Linked DNA regions of Hordeum vulgare: region 1 is linked to region 2. A link is a contact called in public Hi-C data. All regions are on one chromosome and are shown on one strand. The core of a region is the stretch at or near the end of the contact, and the rest is flanking DNA. Distances in the headings are between cores, read along the strand shown. Region 1 holds the start of LOC123426862 (boron transporter 4-like). Region 2 holds the start of LOC123407928.

Region 1 (4,719 bases), core at 1,983-4,482, 620 kb after region 2:
CGTCCCTCGGTCCGCCCCGCGAACAATCCCGCGATCAGTCCCACGATCTAGTACCGAACGGACGGCACCTCCGCGTTCAGCACACGTACAGCTCGACGATGATCTCGGCCTTCTTGATCCAGCAAGAGAGACGGAGAGGTAGAAGAGTTCTCCGGCAGCGTGACGGCGCTCCGGAGGTTGGTGATGATCTTGTCTCAGCAGGGCTCCGCCCGAGCTCCGCAGAAACGCGATCTAGAGGAAAAACTATGGAGGTATGTGGTCGGGCAGCCGTGAGAAAATCGTCTCAAATCTGCCCTAAAAGCCCCATATATATAGGAGGAGGGAGGGGGACCTTGCCTTGGGGTCCAAGGGATCCCCAAGGGGTCGGCCGAGCCAGGGGGGAGGACTCTCCCCCCCCCCCAAACCGAGTCCTACTTGGTTTGGTGGGAGGGAGTCCTTCCCCCTTCCCACTTCTTCCTTTTTTTTTTCCTTTCCTTTGATTTTTTCTCTCTTGGCGCATAGGGGATTGGTGGGCTGTCCCACCAGCCCACTAAGGGCTGGTGTGACCCCTCCAAATGCCTATGGGCTTCCCCGGAGTGGGTTGCCCCCCCTCCGGTGAACTCCCGGAACCCATTCGTCATTCCCGGTACATTCCCGGTAACTCCGAAAACCTTCCGGTAATCAAATGAGGTCATCCTATATATCAATCTTCGTTTCCGGACCATTCCGGAAACCCTCGTGACGTCCGTGATCTCATCCGAGACTCCGAACAACATTCGGTAACCAACCATATAACTCAAATACGCATAAAACAACGTCGAACCTTAAGTGTGCAGACCCTGCGGGTTCGAGAACTATGTAGACATGACCCGAGAGACTCCTCGGTCAATATCCAATAGCGGGACCTGGATGCCCATATTGGATCCTACATATTCTACGAAGATCTTATCGTTTGAACCTCAGTGCCAAGGATTCGTATAATCCCGTATGTCATTCCCTTTGTCCTTCGGTATGTTACTTGCCCGAGATTCGATCGTCGGTATCCGCATACCTATTTCAATCTCGTTTACCGGCAAGTCTCTTTACTCGTTCCGTAATACAAGATCCCGCAACTTACACTAAGTTACATTGCTTGCAAGGCTTGTGTGTGATGTTGTATTACCGAGTGGGCCCCGAGATACCTCTCCGTCATACGGAGTGACAAATCCCAGTCTTGATCCATACTAACTCAACTAACACCTTCGGAGATACCTGTAGAGCATCTTTATAGTCACCCAGTTACGTTGCGACGTTTGATACACACAAGGCATTCCTCCGGTGTCAGTGAGTTATATGATCTCATGGTCATAGGAATAAATACTTGACACGCAGAAAACAGTAGCAACAAAATGACACGATCAACATGCTACGTCTATTAGTTTGGGTCTAGTCCATCACGTGATTCTTCCAATGACGTGATCCAGTTATCAAGCAACAACACCTTGTTCATAATCAGAAGACACTGACTATCATCGATCAACTGGCTAGCCAACTAGAGGCATGCTAGGGACGGTGTTTTGTCTATGTATCCACACATGTAAATGAGTCTTCATTCAATACAATTATAGCATGGATAATAAACTATTATCTTGATACAGGAATTATAATAATAACTATACATTTATTATTGCCTCTAGGGCATAATTCCAACAGCCCCCCCCCCCCCCCCCCCGGATTTTGGGGCCCCGTGCGAGCGCACAGCTCGCACATGCCCCTCAACGGCCTTGAGTGGGCCTTGACCAGTAAAGCCGTGGCCAACCTTACCTATCGAGTTCACAAACAAGGATATCTCGAGTTTGAATTCTGATATGTGTTTTTCCTTTCTGGCCTCATGAACTTTCTTTATTTTTGACAGCATAATGGATGCATTTTTTTTGTGTGGTCGTGTTCATGGGGGTGCTTACTCGGAGGGTTGTCCGTGCATCAAGACGCAAAGCTTCTGCGTTTTCTCTATGAAGGACCACGACAGCGTCTTGGTAGTTTGCTTGAGCAATATGATGAAGTGTCATTTCTGTTAGGGTGTGTCTAGGTCTCAGTCGACTCAGACTTCATGAAGTCTCAGTCAAGTAGTATAGTATGTAAGAAGAAAAAAACTAAAAAAATTATCTATATGAATCTCAATGTAAAATCAACAGATTATAGTATTGACTGAGACTTTGCGCAGTCGACTGATTTTTTTAGGAAAGCCGTTCTGATATATTATATGGCACGAGCAATGTTGTTGGTTGTGAGGTTTTCCCAAAGGTGATGCCGTCAGATTGCGTCCTACGAGGCTTTCCATCCACGCGATGTTTACTGGTAGCAAACTCCCGAACCAGCTCGTGGTTCTAATTTTTTGACATACTGAAGCAAGCAAGCAGCGTTGATATTTTCGGATGTTCTGAATTCAGTCTCAGGCTAGTGGTATGGGGTTACAGTTTGGGTTACGGATCGATGTTAGCGTGCATGTACGTATAGTTGCACCTCATTCCACACGACGCACGCGTGCAGTCCTTGATATTCCAAACTAAAACCGTACCCATTGCACAGGTCACAGTGAATATGACATGGCTGCGAGAAGGCAGGCAGCATTGCGCATGCTCGTATGGCGGTAGAGGCTGCCCAACCAATCGCCCCGTTTCCGTGATTGCCACGTGGAGAGGCCAGCTGGCGGATGGATCCCTCGTGTACGTCTCTTCCAAATTTGGAAGGGAAACGTGCAGCAAGTTTTCGCTCGGGTTGGCCGCGGCCGAACCACACGGCGGAAACGTCGTCACGTCATCGTCGGGTCTGGTAACTGGTAAGCAGCCCGCGCGTGCGAGTTGGCCAGCCGATGCTTGGAGCGAACGTGCGAGAGGACGACGTGGACCGGATCCGGCGACAGCTGTCCTGCTGGCCCCACGCAGGCCGTACCATCGGCTCGAACGGACGGCCTCGATTCAAACCCGCGAGAGCCGTGCGCCGGTGACACCTCGGCCCCACGCAATCCTGGAAGCACGTTTACTATTTTCGTCGGGCCCACGTGACAGAGAGGGAGATTGGGCGTCAGGCGCGCGCACACTGATCTTCTCTCCGCCGATGGATCGATGGGGTCGCCGGGGTCTATAAATAATAGGCGGCCATCGCGGAGGAAATGGGGCAAAGGAAAGAAGGCTGCAACCCCGCCCGCCCCCCGGCTCCGGCTCCCCTCCTCCGCCCGCCGACGCCGGGTTTCGCACCCTGCGTCGCGGTGGAGGCGGCATTGCCGTTGCGGTACCGCGCGTCTCCGGCGCCCCGCCTCGCCTCCCCCACCCCACCCCGCCCCGCCTCAACCTCGTACGTCGCTGCTGGTAAGCCTCTGCTCCGTTCCAGTGCTTCAATCCCGTCACCTCAAAAGTTCCTCCACGGCTTGCTTGGGTTTGCTGGGTGCAGCCCCTTCACTGCATGCAGATTTGTCGATTTTTTGTTTGTTGCGCTCTTGTTGATTCAACTCGGGGTGATTCTATGCGCTTGAAGGAAATGTAGCTCTTAAATTGATGCTGTACATGTCACTATTTTTTTGTTTTTTTGGAAGAGTTTGTTCATCTGCAGCAGCAGCAACAACAACAATGAGCACGTAGGGTGAAATTTCTCTCTATCTCTGTAACATTTCTTTGGCAACCTTCTAGCACTTAGCTTTGTCGCGTCCATGCAATCCCCTGCAAAATTTTAGTGCCATTTCACTACTTTTGGTTGTTACTAACATGGCCCCAAACATGCATGCTTGATTAGTTGATTTGTACCCTCTTTTTATCTATGTGAATTTGTGGTTTGCTTCAACCTCTGTTCATGATTGCCGTATGTGAAGCTTGCGTACAGAGGAGATCAGGCAGCTCGATTGATTTTGTTAAGCAGAGCATGGCCATCGCACAAGCTTGTGGTAATTCATCCATGTAGGACCGCTTCCATTTGCTATGGCCTATTATCACATCGTATTTGGCCCCAGCCTTTGGGGCTAGTTTCAAATGTCTGTCGGTTGATAGGATGCTTGCGTTTGCCTAATTCAGCTAGTCCAAATGGTCTTCTTTAATGGCCCTATTTTTTTTTTGTTTCCCTGAAAGCTGTAAAGCCTTTTTGGCAATCTCAGATGTCAGGATAGTCATACAAAAAAAAACGTGCTCTTACCGTGTCCGGCACTAATACAAAACTAAATATAGCATCACGTTAAATGAAGGATATAGGGCATATACCAAAGGCTATCATTCAATGGTTAATGACCAGTCAATATTTGGCCCATCCAGCATGCTAAATATAGCATAACAAACATAGGCAAGCCAAATTGGGCCAACCTTCCTATTTCCTTTTTCTGATGCTTCACGTGCTAGCTATCGTATTCTTTTACAGACGAAATCTGAAGTTATGAAGCAACATTTTATGGGGTAATGCAGCTCTGTACATTGTCTTCATGAATAATTTTCTATGCAAATTCTCTCGGCTTTGTTTGTGTGGGAGGAACATGAGATCTTCAGTTGATTTTTACGAGATGCTGTTTTGCTTGATGGCATCCAAAATAGAACTTCTAGTCTTAATTCAATTTTACAGTATGTTGTTCATAATCACAAAACTGTGATCATGAACAAGTACTTTCAAATATGACTCCAGAGGTGCCACCTTTTTTTTCCGCCAAACCTAAGTATTGTTGAAATAGTTGTTGGTATAGCCACATCTTTGCCTTGTTGGTAAACATTATATCTTGAATTAGAA
Region 2 (5,096 bases), core at 2,562-5,061:
CGCTGGTATGGAAGGTGTGCTCAAACATGAGAAAGTGCATCAACATTTTGCAGGCACAGTTATCAGTTGGTAAATCCAAGAAATGGGAGTCAGAGAGTGGCACAGATGATTGTCTTTTCTTTGTTGCCGTGTTGTTTTTGGTCTGGACTAGTGGCAAACTGGAAGGAGGACGAGGCTACCTGCATGTTCCACGCTTCCACACAAGCACTTTTTAGGCAAAAAAAATTGGCCGTTCATTAAATAAGAGAGAAGAGTTTTTAGAGTGTTATAGCCGGTCCCATGTGGATGGCATTACTCACACATAGCTTGGGCATTTGGGTACCCTAATCCGCTACCGAATCCAAATCGAACGGAATTGCCCGAATTATCGGGTAATTCAGATATCGGGTTAGGGTTCGGTTCTTATTTTTTAATTTTCGGGTTAGGGTTCGGGTTTCTGTCTGGCAACCTAAAATACCCATACTATCCGAATTATTCATACTAACCAAATTATTCATGCTATTATTACACTCATATGTTACCTATACTAACTAAAATACTCATACTATCCAAAATACCCATGCTACCCGAATTATTCATACCAAAATTTGACGTGTACTCCAAATATTTTAGGTTTTTTTGTATACCCGAATTATCCGAACTGAAATTTTGGGTAATTTAGGTTCGGGTACTTTTTTGCAAGAAAAAATTTCCGGTTCCCATTTTTAAGTATCCCAATTACTCATAACCCGAACTACGAGAATCGAAATAACTAAAATACCCAAACGCCCAGGCTGACTCACACATTACAGTGGACCCTAATTTCTTGGCGCCCGTGATGACCCAAAGCTTGGCAGCGTCAATGATATCGTGTAGGAGTATTGGAGGCGTCGTACGCTTGTGACGGAAGAACCTAGCGTTACGCTCGTTCCAAATAGTCCAAGAGACAAGCATAGTAAGGGAGGCCAAAGCACGTCGATTCGGGTTGTGCAAACCGGTCCGCTTATCCCACCATTCCAAGACGGATCCATCCAAATGCGAGGACGAGGAGGTCATGTGCGCGAGGGAAATTTTAAGAATGACCGAGTTCCACAACCAAATGGTGTAACGACGTTTGTAGAAAAGATGGGCACCCGTCTCATTTTCTCGCTTGCAAAGCGGGCAGAGCCCATAATTTTTCCACCCACGCCGTTCCAGTCTGTCGGTGGTCTAAATCTAATCTTGGATAGCAAGCCGGGGAAAGAACTTAACTTTTGGAGGAGCCCATGCTTTTTAGATCATGAAGTCCATTAGCAAGAGCGTCAGCCCAGCGAATTAAGCCTTGTACGTGGTGGACGCGGAATAAACCCCATCGTTAGCTGCTTCCAGATAATGTGCTCAACGGTTTGATCATCTAGTTGTATATTGTGCACAAGCGAGTCCAAAGGATGAAGAATTGACATATATGGTCGGCAGTGACGATGGTGTCGTTCTTGATCTTTAAAATCCAAGCATTCCCGTTGAGGGCATCCTTAACTTTTCAAATCTTGCACGCGGAGGCCTCGAAGTTAAAGGAGCGATGTCTTTTGGCTTCTTTCCAAGAAGCCAAGAGGAGTCTCAAAAAAGTGTTTTTGCTCCGTTGCCCAAGATGATGATCGTTGAGGCGTAGGAGAAGTCCATATCTAGGCTGCAGATAATCTGAGAAACTGTTTTGTTCATAGGTTGCAGGCGATCAGACGATTTCCAAATTCATTTTTCATCACCTTCTTGCAGGATCATTGCTACAATTTATGACTTCCCAAGGTTATCTGATGCATCGAAGCGGGGGGGTTCCTCCTTTCAGAAGTTATTTGATAATTTCATACAATCTGTTTCAGTCATGCCTTCGACGATGGAACTTTTTACCTTTGATTTATTTTCTATAGTAAAACAGTGCAAATATCTGGAGCGGTTTGCTCCCAATAATGTGCGCTAACCGTTGGAGCTCGTCTGCGTTCTAGTCCTTAGCTAAACCAGGTAAGTTTCTCTGCAGTTTACAGCTCTTCTGTATTTGATCTTCAACCTTAATTTTGGATTTACATGCTCCTAATACGTTGGCTCTTGACAACAATCATGAAACAACCAACATTCGTTGTGGTCATTTTTTTTGGCTTTTGAACTCGCAAAGGGCCAGTGAGGTGTCATATACTCCCTTAATTTCCAAATATAATTTTTTAGTTGTTGGATCGGATTTGCATGAATAAAGACAAAGTTGTTGGATCATGAACAAAGATTATAGTCATTTCTAAATATACTTCTTCTCTAATTCTTCTGTAGTTGTTGGATCGGATTTGCATGAACAAAGATCAGTTTCTGCCCGCATCGCGTATTCAGTGGCTCTTGGTCGCGCGGCATCCTTGGGATTTCAAAAGGGTGGGCCAGGTTTGACTCCCTCTGTCAACTCAGCTCAAAATCATCGAGGCCCGTTCCGCATCCGTTGTCTCTTGGTGGGTCACGTGCGGCCAGCTGCCCTAATAGGATCATATTCAGAATAACTGTTGTGCGCAAAGAGCAATTAAGGATTCGCCTCCCGATTTGACAAACAAATCAGGTAACGGGGCCTTCTACCTGCCGCATTCTGCGGCAGGGAGTCCCTCGGTCGCACAGGGCTCTCGCCCGACTAGGCCGACCCAGTTCCTTTTTTTTCGTTTTCTGCTTATTTCCTTTTTTATTTTTGTCATTATTTTATGAAAATGAACTAAAGTTGAATTTCCCAATCATTTTTTTGAAACATGGACACTTTTTAAGCTGTGAACAACTTTAAAAACATGCAAACAAATTTGGAAGCACATTTTTTTTTAAATATTGTTGAAAAAAATTAAATGATAAACATTTTTTTGAAAAATTTGTTTGAAAATCCAGATCATTTACTAGAAAATCAAAAATATTTTCCGAATTTGGAGAACATGTTTTGAAAATCCAGAACATTTTTTAAAAAATATAGAACATCTTTTGAAAAAGAAACTGAAAAGTAAAAAAATTCCAGAACATTTTTTCAAATTTCGAATTTTTTTATAAAATTCCGGAATATTTTTTCAAATTCCGGAACATTTTTGAAACATTCCGGAAATTTTTTCAAATTCGTAAACATTTTTTAAATTCCGAAACATTTTTTCAAATTCGAGAACATTTTTTCATATTTCGGAAAAATTTCAAATTCCAGGACATTTTTTAAAAATTCTGGAATATTTTTTCAAATTCCGAAAGATTTTTTCAAATTCTGGAAATTTCTGGATTTTTTAAAAAAATCCAGAACATTTTCCAAACTGAAACAGAATAAAAGAAAAATAAATAAAGAAAAAAAGAAAAAAAGAAAAAAAAAGGGTCAGGGAATCTTCTAGAAAGTTCCCAAAACCGGAAAAAATCGGCTAAAAACCTCCAGAAGGTTCTCAAAACCAGGATCGGTGAAAGTGTTAACGGGTCAGCCAAACCCGTCGCTCGCTCACACCTCTTGTGTGAAGCAGCGACTACTTGCCGCAATGAGCGGCGCATAGGAAATTCCACAAACCCAACCCCCCCCCTCCTCCTCCTTTGGAAACTAGCCGAGACAACCGTGACCGGTCCCCCCAGGCCCACCAAGTCAGCGACCCTGCTCCTCCCAATTCGTAGGCAGCGCGGGTAGTTTCCTCTTTTGCCCACCTCGAGAATGATGTCCTCGCCCCTCATTCACTCCAACCTTCACTATTACGACCCCGATCAGTGCCTCAACCGACCCGCTGGATGGAACGGAGGCCCAACAACAGGTTTCCGGCCCACTCGTGGGTGACTTAAGCCTACTTAAGCGGTCGCGACAGCAGAGAGGGGCATGCAGAGACACGAAAACCTGGCGGCGGCTATCTCCCGATCCCCTTTCCCTCTACCTGTAGAACCCTAGATACCGTATTCATCTTGTAATCGAGGGCCTCTAAGTGTAAGATCGACCCGAGACCATAACAATTGGTATTCAGAGCCTTCCCCTCCATCAAATCCGCTTCACACACCGTGGCTGGCTGGTTTCCCTCGATCATTCAGACGAGGCACGGCAAGGCAACCGCTATGGAGGAGCAGGTCAAGGCCATGACGGAGCTGACAGCGGCCGTGGTGCCGATGGATGCCAAAATCGACGAGATCCACCCCGCGATGCTCAATCTCGAAGGATGGAAGCCGGTGATTGAGTGAACTGTCGATAATCTCCAGGCGAAGGTGGGCGATGCTGCGGGACAAGGGGACGAGCGCGGAGGGCGCTGCCCCGAGCCCACCCCTTCCGCAAACCCAACAGCAGAAGCAACCGCCACCACCGATCCGGTTGCTCAATCTTCCATTGATCGTGCCGCACACCGTGGACGTGAACCTCGCACGGCCACCGAAGGTCTTGCGGGTGCACGGTGGCTACGGCCACGGGCCAATCGGCCATGACAGGACTTCAGATCACCAGGGGATGTCACCGGGGCATCAATCCCCGAGGGCGCCTCTGGTCATGGGTACGTTCGATTCCAGCCAACGCTTCTCCTAGAGCTCGTTCATGGGGGACCGTGGTTTTGGTTTTTCTCGTTACCCACCTCCACCGCGTCTAGGTTTCCCAATGTTTGATGGGATGGGCCAAGAGCTTGGCAGCTGAAGTGTGAGTCATATTTTCGGGTGTGTACTCTGATCCCGGACACGTGGGTGAGTTGTGCCTCGATGTACTTCATCGATGGGGCATTGCCTTGGTTGTAATCGACCAAGGCCCACATTTACCACGATTGGGAGGCCTTTGCCAGTATCTGAGCAATTCGTGTGAGAGGAGTTTTAGTCTCTGTTACGGCAGTTTAACACACTGGCGTAGAGTGGCACAGTGACGGAGTATGTAGAAAAAATTACTCAGTTCATGCATAATCTCCTAGCTCATATTTCATTATGCATTTCATAGATGGGTTGCAGAAGGAAGTTTGTGCTGCTGTTATTTTACATCACCCAAAAACACTCGATATTATTGTCGATCTTACATGTTTAGAGGAGGAGGTGATGGAGGCCATGAGAAAGGAGGACAAGCCGGAGGATCACCAGTACTCGTCGACCATGTCGACATGCATGACACTGCAGACGAATCTTCCGTTTCCTCTGCCTCCAACGCCGGCGCC

The links. Hi-C and Micro-C count contacts between places; a contact is called where the count stands out from the background.
Region 1: a contact with region 2 is called in a Hi-C map of leaf, with 3 times the contacts expected there. The contact joins the promoter of LOC123426862 here to the promoter of LOC123407928 in region 2. A contact is called at or near these places in 4 of 6 Hi-C or Micro-C datasets (leaf and seedling).

What each region holds. Positions count from the first base shown.
Region 1 is chr1H:122,519,580-122,524,298 of MorexV3_pseudomolecules_assembly, forward strand. It overlaps LOC123426862 (boron transporter 4-like), which reads left to right and starts at 3,233. Exons shown (of 14, transcript XM_045110762.1): 1 at 3,233-3,326.
Region 2 is chr1H:121,900,241-121,905,336 of MorexV3_pseudomolecules_assembly, forward strand. It overlaps LOC123407928, which reads left to right and starts at 3,812. Exons shown (of 2, transcript XM_045101180.1): 1 at 3,812-4,457; 2 at 4,970-5,096. The coding sequence starts at 4,187.